2 separate regions of the Mus musculus genome follow, and region 1 is linked to region 2. Evidence: chromatin contacts called from public promoter capture Hi-C data. All regions are on one chromosome and are shown on one strand. The core of a region is the stretch at or near the end of the contact, and the rest is flanking DNA. Distances in the headings are between cores, read along the strand shown.

The links. Promoter capture Hi-C pulls out the DNA fragments that hold promoters and counts their contacts.
Region 1: a promoter capture Hi-C map of embryonic stem cells shows a contact between it and region 2, with 3 times the contacts expected there. The contact joins the promoter of Manba here to the promoter of Bdh2 in region 2. A contact is called at or near these places in 11 of 39 promoter capture datasets (the C10 cell line, the HPC-7 cell line, cranial neural crest and 7 more), 5 of 484 Hi-C or Micro-C datasets (Th17 cells, embryonic stem cells, gonadal supporting cells and 1 more), 6 of 115 datasets of contacts at active chromatin or transcription factors (bone marrow-derived macrophages, embryonic stem cells, extraembryonic endoderm stem cells and 2 more) and 2 of 9 other capture datasets (adipose tissue and pancreatic islet).

Annotation. Positions count from the first base shown.
Region 1 is chr3:135,480,483-135,486,884 of GRCm38.p6, forward strand. Manba (mannosidase, beta A, lysosomal) reads left to right here and starts at 5,129. Exons shown (of 17, transcript NM_027288.3): 1 at 5,129-5,375. The coding sequence starts at 5,199. Gm30992 (a long non-coding RNA gene) reads right to left here and starts at 5,119. Exons shown (of 3, transcript XR_376111.4): 1 at 4,628-5,119; 2 at 3,480-3,514.
Region 2 is chr3:135,279,760-135,286,129 of GRCm38.p6, forward strand. Bdh2 (3-hydroxybutyrate dehydrogenase, type 2) reads left to right here and starts at 1,462. Exons shown (of 10, transcript NM_001172055.1): 1 at 1,462-1,609; 2 at 5,756-5,908. The coding sequence starts at 5,807. Gm46826 (a long non-coding RNA gene) reads right to left here. Exons shown (of 3, transcript XR_001783991.2): 2 at 3,406-3,583; 3 at 2,673-3,014.

The DNA.
Region 1 (6,402 bases), core at 3,879-6,378, 200 kb after region 2:
TTTTGCCATGCACTGTTGAGATGATGAACCTGATGAGATATAGAATTAAGGAAGAGAGAATCCACTGGGTATGTCTGAGAGGGAGGCTCTAGATTGGGTTAATTGAGATAGGAAGACCCACCAGAAGGGTGGGTCTCACCACTCCGTGGATGGGCTCCTGGAGGGCATGACGGGAGAAAGCCACCCGAGCAGGAACATATGTTTCTCTTTGCTTCCTGACTGTGAATGCGAGACCAGGAGCCTCCTGGTTCCTGTTACCACACCCTCCCGAGCTCTTTGAGCTGTACCCTCAAACTGTGAGCCCAAAGAAACCCTTACCATCACATCACAGCAAGGAGGAAAGTGACTAATGTTCCCTTTCGGAATCTGTTGGTATTTTCTTTGTAGCTTGACACAGTGTCATTTTTTTCCCCAGTGTTGCACGTGAATTAAAAGGTGGTCAGGCACATCGAAGTCTTTCTATTAGCTTAAGGACACTTTAATCGCATTGCTCACACCTCAAGCTCTATGACCCACTTCCTGGTCACTGTTCTTCACCTTCAACCCCAGCTAATTCAAGAACACCGATAGTAATTGTATTAAAATTACAAAGTATCTTTTTTCAACTGGGTCCCTTAGAGATAAGCTTCCTTGATGTAACCTGCTTGCTAGGTTGGTTACGGTGTAGCAAATAGGTCCAGTAAGAGAGTTAAAGTTAGGAAGCCTGAAGAATAGCCTATGATTTTGTAACCAGGTCATTGAAATTAAGTTTCTTGCCTGCTGCCTTCAGTTACACACATCTGTTGATATTAGGTGGTGTTCTCTGCCCCCTCTCCTTCCTTCCTCCCTCCCTCCCTCCCTCCCTCCCTTCCTTTCTTCCTTCCTTTCTTTTTGGCTTTTTAAGACAAGGTTTCTCTGTAGTCCTGGATGTCCTGGACTCGCTCTATAGATCAGCTTGGCCTTAAACTCACAGAGATCCACCTGCCTCTGCCTCCCGAGTGCTGGGATTCAAGAACTGAGCCATCACACCTGGCCTCTGTTTTACTCCCCACCCCCCCCCTTACCTTCAAGTATTACTTTACTTCCTTAGCTGTGATAAAATGCTGCCCAGAAGGAACTCAGGAGGAAAGGGTTCATTTGATGTGCTTGTCTTCATCCTAGCCCATCACTGAGGACAGAACAAGAACTCAAGGCAGGAACCAGGAGGCAGGTATGGTAACAGATGGGATATGAGAGCACTGCTTCCTGGTTCGCCCTCCATAGCCTATCCAGCCTACTTTACTGTAAAACCCAGGCCCACCTTCCCAGGGTGGCTCAGTTCACAGCGATCTGGGCCTTGCTACAGTAATCATTAACTAAGAAAATGCCCACAGGCTTGCCTACAGGCCAATGTCACGGGGCATTTTCTCAATCAAGGTTCTTCTTTCCAGATGACTCTGCCTTGTGTGAAGCTGGAAAAAAAATCCTAGCTACTTCAGGGATTCTAAAAGTCTAGTTCTGTTTAAAATGTCAGTCTCACAAATAATTGAAATATTTCTCTTCCCAACAGTCCAGCTGAGGAGAAGAGAGTCCATGGTTTCCTTTTGTATCCTCTTGCCTTCTATAGCTGTTCTTGCTTCCGGGCCTCCCTCTTTCCCCAGTTAGGTCACCACGCTTGAAGACAAACGGTGATGCTCTTTGGGAGCGCCTTCAGAGGGACTCAATTCTTGTATCTTGCTGACGTTGTCTATGTGTCCTGCGAATGACATCTCTGATGGTCTTGGGCAGGATTCCAGGATCCCAGCTCAAGCCTTGATTCTTCTCAGTTTACCACAGTTATGCATCCTTGACACACTGTGGTGGTGAGGCAGAGATTCTACCACTTTTATTCCTCGTGATAGTTGAGAGTCTAGGGACCGTGGCAACTGTCAAGCTTCCCCAAGCACTATCTTATCAGGTGTTATCTACCTATCTATCTATCTCTCTATCTGTGTGTGTGTGTGTGTGTGTGTGTGTGTGTGTGTGTGTGTGTGAGAGAGAGAGAGAGAGAGAGAGAGAGAGAGAGAGAGAGAGAGAGAGAGAGAAAGAGAGGAGAGTCTGCCTCCTTTCCTTTATTCTTTTTTCCAATTTTTTTATTAAATATTTTCTTCATTTACATTTTAAATGCTATCCCGAAAGTCCCCTATACCCTCCCCCCATCCTGCTCCCTTACCCACCCAATCCTACTTCTTGGCCCTGGCGTTCCCCTGTACTGGGGCATATAAAGTTTGCAAGACTAAGGGGCCTCTCTTCCCAATGATGGCCGACTAGGCCATCTTCTGGTACATATGCAGCTAGAGACACGAGCTCTGGGGTACTGGTTAGTTCATATTGTTGTTCCACCTATAGGGTTGCAGACCCGTTCAGCTCCTTGGATATTTTCTCTAGCACCTCCATTGGGGGCCCTGTGTTCCATCCAATAGATGACTATGAACATCCACTTTTGTATTTACCAGGCACTGGCCTAGCCTCACGAGAGACAGCTATATCAGGGTCCTTTCCGCAAAATCATGCTGGCATATGCCATAATGTCTGGGTTTGGTGCCTGATTATAGGATGGATCCCCAGGTGGGGCAGTCTCTGGATGGTCCATTCTTTTGTCTCAGATCCAAACTTTGTCTCTGTAACTCCTTCCATGGGTATTTTTTTTCCCTATTCTAAGGAGGAATGAAGTATCCACATGTTGGTCTTCCTTCTTTTTGATTTTCTTGTGTTTGGCAAATTGCATCTTGAGAATTCTAAGTTTCTGGACTAATATCCACTTATCAGTGAGTGCATAATAATGGGTTTAAGAATTTCCACATTTGCAGCTTCTGGCTTGGAATGAGGCACCAGGCTCTTCTGTGTTCCTAATCTCCATGAGCAATTCTATTGGAGCATTCCCCACCTACACCTACAGACTTAATCTTACTTGCTATTATTACTTTAATGAAAAATTATTTATTATTTAATGTGAATTTATATCTCAACGGTATGTATTTATGTCTATATGTATGTACAGGACATGCATGTCTCATGCCATCAGAGGTCTGTAGAGGACCTTGGATTTACTGGGACGAGAGTTACAGGTGTCTGTGAGTCACAAAGTGGGTGCTGGAAATTGAATGCAAGTCCTCTGCAAGAATGAGTGTTCTTGAACTTGGCCTGGCAAAATGGTTCCCACAAAGAAAAGCGGCGAGCAGAAGAGCCATTCTGCCATAAAAGAAGTGATGACCAGAGAATGCGCCATTAGCATTCTCAAGCACACACACCGAAGTAGGCTTCAAGGAGCGTGCCCCTTGGGACATTTGCCATGAAGGAAATGGGAACTCCAGATGTTTACACTGATGCCGGGCTCAATGCTCCATCATATATTCATGTACGTTTGTCCAGAAAACATAATGAGGATGGGGACTCACCAAACAAATTCTACAAACTGTTAACTTACCTACCTGGTACCACATTCAGAAATCTATAGAAGGTCGGTGTGGATGAGAACTAACCTGCTGAATGCCGAATGAAGTTGCAGATCTGCCGACTAAACAAAAGACAACAAACAAACAAACAAACAAACAAAAAACAAGTGCTCTTAACCACTGAGTCACCTCTCCCGTCCAACCATTGTTACATTTTTGAAACAAGCTGGCTTCAAGGTCCCTATGTAGACAACGACAGTCTTGAACTCCTGATCCTCCTCCCTCTGTCTCCTAAGTGCCTTGATTCCAGGTTATAGCCAGTCACAGTGTCGTTAGACTTCAGGCTTACAGGTTGTGAGCCACTACCTGCACCTCCCTTCACCTGTCTTTTAAACAGTGTAACTTCAAACGCACAGAAAACACCAACTTCAACTTCCTTATGCTTGCTCTTCTGCCTTGAGACAGCTGAACTTTGTCCTCTGGGTACTGCTGTCCTTTCTGAAGCGTCTCTCAATGTCCTTGCTTAAGCTGTAGTAGATATATATATATATATATATTCCGAGTTTTGCTTCATGAGAAGAACCCAGGGGCCAATGAGATAGAGCAGCCGTTAAGGGGGAATGTCTCTAAGCCTGACACCCTAAGTTCTAGCCCTGGGACTCCTCACAAGCTGTCTGCTGACTTCCACACGCTCGCTGTGGCAGGAACCCCCATTCAACTCCTCCATGAAATTAGTAAGTAAAATGTGGGGTGTTTTGTTTATTTAAAAGAAGATGAAGAACCCAGCCTGCGTCTCCGTCTCTGAAATTAGTGTCTGCATTGTTTTGTTTTGTTTTTTTCGAGACAGGGTTTCTCTGTGTAGACCTGGCTGTCCTGAAACTCACTTTGTAGACCAGGCTGGCCTCGAACTCAGAAATCCGCCTGCCTCTGCCTCCCAAGTGCTGGGCTTAAAGGCGTATGCCACCACGGCCCGGCTAAGCGTCTGCATTCTTTTTTTTTTTTTTTTTTTTTTTGACAGGGTTTCTCTGTGTAGCCCTGGCTATCCTGGAACTCACTTTGTTCGAGGAGGCTGGCCTCGAACTCAAAAATACGCCTGCCTCTGCCTCCCAAGTGCTGGGATTAGAGGCGTGCGCCAGCACGCTTGGCATCTGCATTCTTTTAAATTCAGGGAATGGGAATTCTGTTGCTTGTTCAGTCCCACAACTCAACAGTGAAGGAGGGAATTTCAGACTCACCTGTAACACTAACGCAGTTTCATAGGAACCTCAGAAGCAGCTCCATGATGTAGCCACCACTAACAGGGAGCACATGGCGCCTCTCAGTCAACAGTTGAAGCAACCCTACGAGTTTATAGTTAGCACTGTTTAGTCCCAGCAGGTCGCGTATTGAGGGAGCGTTCAGCCTGACAAATCCTGGGGCCGGGGGACCATGTACAATCTGCTGGTCAGGCGTGGTAGGAGCTGTCCCCGGGCAGAGCCTGCGTACTATTGTGGACGCGCACCTGTCGTCTCCCAAATGGTCAGACTCTGCTTTCCAGACTTTTCTGTCGCTTTTCATCATTCGGATGAGCGCCCCACTTACAGGATCGAGCTGGAGCGAGAAGCCCAGCTCACAGGTCGCAGAGACCCTGGCCCTGGGCGGTGCTTGTACCCGCGTGGCGGGTCCCGGCTTCAGTTCCTCCCTGCAGGGCTGCGGGAAGCGCTCAGCTGACCTGGGGGCGGGTCCGTGCTCGGGGCGGGGACACAGCGTCCAGGCCTTGGCAAGGCTTGGGCGACACTGCCGGGTTCCTGCTTGCGAGCGGTCAGCATGCATCTTCACCTGCTCTTGATATTGGCGCTATTTCGGGCCGGCTGCGTGGTGGCAGGTCCTAGCTACAGCCTGAGCGGGAGCTGGCGGGTGAGCAACGGGAATGGCTCCCTGGAGCTACCGGCGACTGTCCCCGGCTATGTGCACAGCGCCCTGCACCAGCACGGGCTGATCCAGGTAGGACGCACAGTCACCCCCCACACCCCCCATGCGGGTCCAGGTCAGTAGGTGCAGCTGTGGGCAGTTGGGGGAATGGCCTGGGAGTTCAGGCCAGTTGTGGACACTGACCCTCCCTCGCTGGGTCTTCAGTGACCTTGGAAGGCGGAAGTTGTGTATATGAAACAAACGGTATGTCTGCTGTCTACTTATTGTGGTGATTCTCTGCTCAAGCATTTCCTAAGAGGACTTACCTTTCTCCCTCCGGACAGGGTTACTGTTGCAATCATCTGGATGCTTGTAGCTTTTAGTTAATCAAAGTTCGCCGACCCTAGGATGTCCGGGTTTTCTTTTTCTGCTTTGAAGCCTCGTGCGTCAGGTTTGAAATAAACACAAGGGATTGGGGAGAGCACTAGTAAAGTTTGGTTGTTGATGCTAATGAGGAGCCTAAATATTTGGGAGGGGAGTGTGTGCAAGTGTGTGTGTGGTGTGTGTGTGTGTGTGTGTGTGTGTGTGTGAGAGAGAGAGAGAGAGAGAGAGAGAGAGAGACCCAGAACCATGAGTATACTAAGCACACATTGTACCACCACCGAACTACACCCCAATCCTAAAGCCTGAATACCGTGCTGACATTTTTTTTTTAAATGAGAGTCTGTCATCCAACAGTGTGGTAGGTTTCTTTATGATAGTTTCATGTGAGTGCACCATGTTCTCTGCCCATATTCACTTTTTACTGGGTCTTGCCACCACGTGATCCCTCCCTCGTTCAAGGAGTTTCTTTCCATTATGGTGTCCTATATACGTACACTTATGAATACATATATTTACATCTAGAGTCAACATGAGTAAAAACATGCCATATCTTGTTTTCATTCTCATTTGTCTTATGTTGTTGTTTTGTTACCAATTTTTATTGTCTTCATTATCCTTACCTTCTTTTTTTTTTCTGGCTTTTGAGACAGGATCCCATGTAGTTCAGGCTGACCTTGAATTCCCAATGTAACTGAGGACCACCTGAACTCCTGATCCTCCTGCCTCCTCCTCCCAT
Region 2 (6,370 bases), core at 212-2,711:
CTACAGATAGGTCCCTTATTTGGGGGAGAGAGGCAGAGACAGAGACAGAAGTTAATCCTGGAGCACTCTCATAGTCATTAAAAGCAAACGCCTTTCAAAGCCCTGGCAAGTTGAGGGAAAGACAAGTCTATTAGAGCAAGGAGCACACACAGAAGTGTCTGCTGTAATAAGCTGCCGTTTATCCTGCAGGTGTGTGGCAGACGCTGGGCTTCACCTGCACACCATGTCCCCTCCTCACCACCCTGGCAGAGCCGCTGTTTCCTTCTCCTCCATATAAGAACGCAGAGCCGCTGTTTCCTTCTCCTCCATATAAGAACGCTGTAGGTTGGCCAGTTTACAGGTCCTGCTTACTCAGCTATTTCAGGGAGACATAGGATTTATGTCTTTTTATTTTTAAACTGGGCTCTTTTTTCCCCTTTGAGGGGGTCAGCTGTTCTGAATAAGGGTCTTCTGTAGTCCAGGCTGGCTGTGAAGTTCTAAGCAAACTTTGTGATGCTCTTACATCTATTTGTGCTCGGTGCTAGCACTCTGGGCTTTATACCGTGCTAGAGACTGAAGCCAGGGCCTGAGGCAGGAGCTTGAGGGAGGAACAGAAAGCACCCACACACTGAGCAGCACAGGAAGCCACCCTGTGCCTGCCTTAAAGGACCAGCTCTCTGTCTTGCTCTGCTCCGTCCAACCCACGTGCATCCAACTGACTGACTGTGAAACCCACACTTTAGGAGCCACTCAGAAAGAGGAGCAGAACCCAGAACCTTCTGGGAGGCATCACTTTTCTCTTCAAGAAGGAAGCCCTCAGAAAGTACAGCCTGCGTCCCCAGCAGACCTGCATGGCTGGCCAGCCCAGGTGACAAAGGAGGCTCGCAATCTGATAGCTTTGTTTTGTAGCCTTTGCAGTGCCAGAGCCCATGGCAAAGTGTGCCAAATGTGTCGAGCCCCTGGATTTATGCAGGACATTCACACATGACCTCCATGATCACTGTGACACTAGCCAGGTTAACTCACAAGTCTCCGACCCAGCCAAGACCTAGCCCTTTCCTCGTGGCTCCTGTAGTCTTCAACCAACTTGATTGCATGATATTTTGCTCTGTTCATTTCAAGATTCCCATCCTAGCTGGGTGTGCTCCTCGGCTCAGGCCCAGTGCACTCAGGATGCCAGCATTCTGCAGCTGAGGGATTAACGTCAGAAACAAGACTTTAGCCCCAAGGAAGTTTTCTTTTCCCCGCTCAAAGCAATCTGGGTTAAGAGCTAGGAAGACCAGAGTATTTAGTGCCTCGGGTCCCTTGTGTGTTTTCCAGCAGCCTTCCACCTTCCTGGCCATTGGATCTGGCCTGCTAAGTAACTTGCACAAACAAAAGACAGGCCTTTGTTTGGCGTTCACAGTTCCACGTTCTGATCACTAGATGGCAGCATGGACACATCTAAAGTGCACGGCTGTGGCAAACACTTCTTAAAAGCTTACTTAACAGGCATTAGCAAAAGGACTCGGAGGGGACCTGAACTCCACCTCCCAGCGTGCATTAATCAGCATGTGACTTCTCCTGCGCAGAGATCTGAAGTTTGTCTCCTGAAGGAATCTGGAGGACTGTGTGGACTCACTCTTCTAAAGTAAGATATTTTTTTCTAATCACTTTCGACAAAACTTTTGGGGACTGAGAGTTGTAGCTTGTGTTGCCATCTTCTCCATATCGCCGAGTTGAAGATGCATCTTCAGTTAGTGTGGGAGTTGGGAATCCTCTTGTATTTATTAGAGTTTGAAAATAGCCAAAGAAAGACAACTGTTCCAGTATCTGTCCTAAGTAAACTGGCTCGTGAAAATATTTGGAATTCCAGAAAATACTCTGAGCCTTTTTCTAGTAAAAAGAAATTTAGGGTTTTAGTACAATCTTTAGAAGTAGGAAAGTCATTATGTTAAGAGTGGGTTAAGTTTACAATTTCTGGACGTATTCCCACTCTAAACCCCACCCTGTTACCCCCCCTCCCCAAAAAAAAAACAAAAACAAAAAAACAAAAAAACCCATGTTGCCTTGAGACTGCTTGGAGGTCAGCTGGAGAAAGGTTTAGAAGTAAACAGAAACTAAATTTTGTGCCTGGTTGCTTCTGGGTGGTCTCGGGGGTCATGGAGGTGCTTAAGAGAGCACTGAGCAGGTGCCTTCACTGATTCTCAACCTGTGGGTCGCGACCCCCACGCCTAGGTTCTATCTAATTAGATATTCTGAATGTCAGGTGTTTACATTATGGTTCATAACAGCACCAAAATTACAGTTGTGAAGTAGCAACAAAAATATGGGTCACCACAACATGAAGAACTGCGTTAAAGTGTCGCTGCATTAGGACGGTTGAGAACCAGGGCTTTGGTGGGCGAATACCCAGGGTCCCTTAGTGAAGGCCCTGGACTGTGAGTTTCTTATGCTGTACTCAGGGTCGGGGGAGGCAGGGACGGCTCATCCCTTCCTAAAAGCACAAGTTAGCTTTCTCTCAACTCCTACCACACTCTAAGTGAAATTTCTCTCTGCGTGCTACTGGTAAAAAGCAAAGCAAAGCGTACTGCATCAGAATTGGGGAGACGCCATGAAGCCAGATCCTGTTACCCAGCATGTGCGCATGATTGGATCACAGAGTGGGGGTCATCAGTTGGCTTCAGAAGCCCCTCTTACCGTGTGACTGTGTCGGGCTGGATCTCAGAGGAAGGCTCTAATAGGAACCTAACAGGATGGCTTTTATTAGGGGAGATACTGTTGTGGGAGAAAATGACAAGGAACCAGGTGACGATGGGAGAGACTTCAGATGGATCGAGGCAGGGAGAAGGCAGAAGTGGATTTGGGGGTGGGGGCACCCTGAATGCTTCCTTCAGTAGGGTGGGGCTGGGGACCCTAAGGAGGCTAGGGAGAAAGAGTTCTGTACGTCATCCATCACGGTCTGCTCCAGGGTGGGAACAAAGAACAAAGGTGTCCTCCGGGTCAATGGAACCTCAGTCCTGCTGGAGGTGGGAGACTGCAGCATTCTCTTGAACCTGTGATTGGAAGGCATTGTATTGATATGATGATAGCTGACTTAGCCTCACCCTCACAGGAGACCAGGCTCTGTCTGTCATCTGTGAAGCACTGCCCACCCCCACCCCCTCCCCATCCCTGCTTCCTTGCCAGCTACTTCTAGACAACTGCACCCATTTCCTGATCCCAATCCCTAATGGCCACTGCCAGCTCCGTTCTGGCAAATCTGAAAATCTCCCATGCTTTCCCCAACTCTTTCAGTGCCAGCTGCGGACATGAAGACCTAGCACTACAACCCCTGGAGTTAGGACCAAGTATGGAGGACTGGAAAGTCGAAAGGGTACAGTGGGGATGCGGGGGCAGGGAGCACAGCTATGGGAGGAACAAAAGCAAAAACACCTAACAGCTTACCTAGAGAACAGGTCAAGTCAAAGGAGAGGACAAAGGGGGTGCTGGAGAGAAGGTCCATCAGTTAAGATCTCTAACTGCTCTGCCAAAGGACCTGGGTTCAATTCCCATCATCCATGTGCCGCTCACAACTGTCAGTAATTCCAGGGGCAGGAGATCTGACACCCTCACACAGACACACCTGCAGGCAGAACACAAAGGACTTGCTAGCTGTCGACCCCAGGCACCCCATCCAGCCAAGATGGCGTCCCGGGTGCTTTATTGAGGGTGGATGGGCAGAAGGAATGTCAGGACTCCACACTCACAGACATATTTCCCTCCTGCCCCTCCCTGTATGGAGGCTGCAGCAAACCAACTGTCACAGGTCCCTGAGAAGGACAGAACAGCCGTCCTGTGACACCGTTTCTTGTTACCTATTCCTCTGTCCCTAAGGTGTGCATCCAAGCCTCTGCTAAGCGGCTCTTACAGAATGTGGTGTTTGGGGTTCTCCGCCCTCTCTTTCAGAATGTATCCATCACATGTCCCGATTAGTTTTATGTCAACTTGACATGAGCCAGTTGTCTGAAACGAGGATACTACAATCGAGAAAATGCCTTCTTCATAAGATCTGGCTGTAAGGCATTTTCTTAATTGGTGATCAACAAGGGAGGGCCCTGCCCAGTGTGACTGGTGGCCCTGGGCTCTGTAAGAAAGCAGACTGAACAAGCTACGGGGGAGCAAGCCAGTAAGCAGCACCCCTCTGCATCAGCTCCCACCTCCAAGTTTCTGACCGGACTTCCTTCAATGATTAAGAGCACTATGAAAAAAAAAATGTAAGCTAAATAAATCCTTTCCTCCCCAACTTGCTGTTGGGTCATGGTGTTTTATCACAGCAATGGAAATCCTAAGACACAAGTATTCAAATGTTTCTAAGGCATGCTGAAATGTTAGAAAATGACCAGCACTTTGGTGGGGATGGAGCATCCTCAGAGCTCAAGAGTCAGGAAGCCTGACCTAATGGCTTCTGCCGCTGACTGTGATGGCAGACAGGTCCCGTGTGCTTGTCAATCCCATCAGGTGTGAATAAGACCACTGCCATAATTGTGAACCAAATTTGAAGCCAGCTTGATTGTTAGTTATTGGGGTGCACCCGAAAGCTGGCCAGCACTGGGTTAAAGAAAACAGTCCTGAGTCTGTTTCTTAGGACCCTTTTAAAGAGTAAAATCATTGTAGTTGCAAAGCAGGTTAACAGAAGACAATGGAGCAGTAAAGAAGTACAAAAAAACAACAACAAAAAAGCTCAAAAACACAGCAGGCATCACCCAGTGGTCACCATGCGATTAAGGAGGGTTAGTTGGGGAGGGAGTAAGGAGGGTCTGTATTCCCCAAAACAAGTCAAAGCATGGGATGGAGTAGGTCAATTTCCAAGAAACAAGGACAGAAAAGTATTTTTAACAGCTCAGTATAATGGCTCCTGCCTTCACAATGGAGCCGGTCTGGTTCCTCATCCTCTTCAAAAACAAGGCATGGAGCCGGGCGTGGTGGCACACTCCTTTCATCCGAGTACTTGGGAAGCAGGGGCAGGTGGATTTCTGAGTTCAAGGCCAGCCTGGTCTACAGAGTGAGTTCCAGGACAGCCAAGGCTACACAGAGAAACCCTGTCTCGGAAAACCAACAAACAAAAACAAACAAACAAACAAACAAAGGTATGGGCTATGGTTTGATTTTTCAACCCTTCTGGTCAATGAATCTTAAGTCCCACTATGAAATCTTTTCAAGGGAGAAGGAAAACCCGAGAGACACTGCTATTGTAACTCAGCAGCAGTTTACAGACAAGGGAACAGGTGACTTAAGACAGTGGAGGCTTCTGTTTTCAGGGCCCACCCTCCCTCCGTGAGGTAGAGGTAGGAGTGTGTTTGTACCTTTGCTAACAGCAACCACATAATGGTGAGAAGTGAGGGAAAGAATTTGGTGATGGATAGATAAGCGTGCCCTTGGCCAGCAGTCATCAACCGGTCTGTGGGGGAATGGGGTAGTGGGTAGACAGTGAGAGGAACCGAGAGAAACAAGTGACTTTAATTCTGGAGTGTTGACTACTGAAACTTCAGGAAATGAGGAAGGGAGGTCAGGCAGTGAGGGAGAGGGACACCTCCTCTCCCCGTCTCAGCATTAGGATGCGACCGAGTGGAAAGCTGGGGTCCACCTTGGTGTCCCTGACCAGCCATCACCTCCATGGGCTGTGCTGACTATGTGCTTTTGACTGACGCACTCAGGTATCTAGAAGAAGCAGCCCTGAGCAACTGAGTGGAGGGGCAGTTTGCCAAGGCCCTTTCTCCACGATCTTAAAGGAGCAACTTGATTTTGTTCATTTCAGACGTTACCACCTGCACAACTGGTTTTCTACAACTTGAGCCATTAAGGGTCTATGTCTTTGGATTGTGCCGCAGGATCCACTATGGGCCGACTGGACGGCAAAGTTATTGTCCTGACAGCTGCCGCTCAAGGGATTGGACGGGCATCCGCATTAGTGAGTTCATCCCTGCTCTTGTTCATCTCCCGAATACTGAGATGTGCTGTCCGCTGCCAGGGTTTTCAGTTCTCCTTTGCTGTTTTCTGTTTCTTTTCCCCTTCCTTTCTTCTTCCTTCGGTTTCTTCCTCTTCTCCCTCTCCCTCCCCCTCCCCTTCCCGTTCCCCTTCCCATTCCCCTTCCCCTTCCCCTTCCTCTTCCCCTTCCTCTTCCTCTTCCTCTTCTTCTGTTTCTGCTGCTGCTGCTTTCTCTTCCTCCTCCTCCTCCTCCTCCTCTTCTTCTCTTTCTTTATGCAGCTTGGAATTGAACCAAGAATCTCAAGTGTGCTAAGCACACACTCCTGCCACTGAGCTGTATTCACAGCGGCCGTGCACTTAAGTGTTTACCTTTTATACTTCTGATGTCTTTTTCAATGTATTCATATGTGTTTATGTGTGTGTGCATGTATGCATATGTGTATGT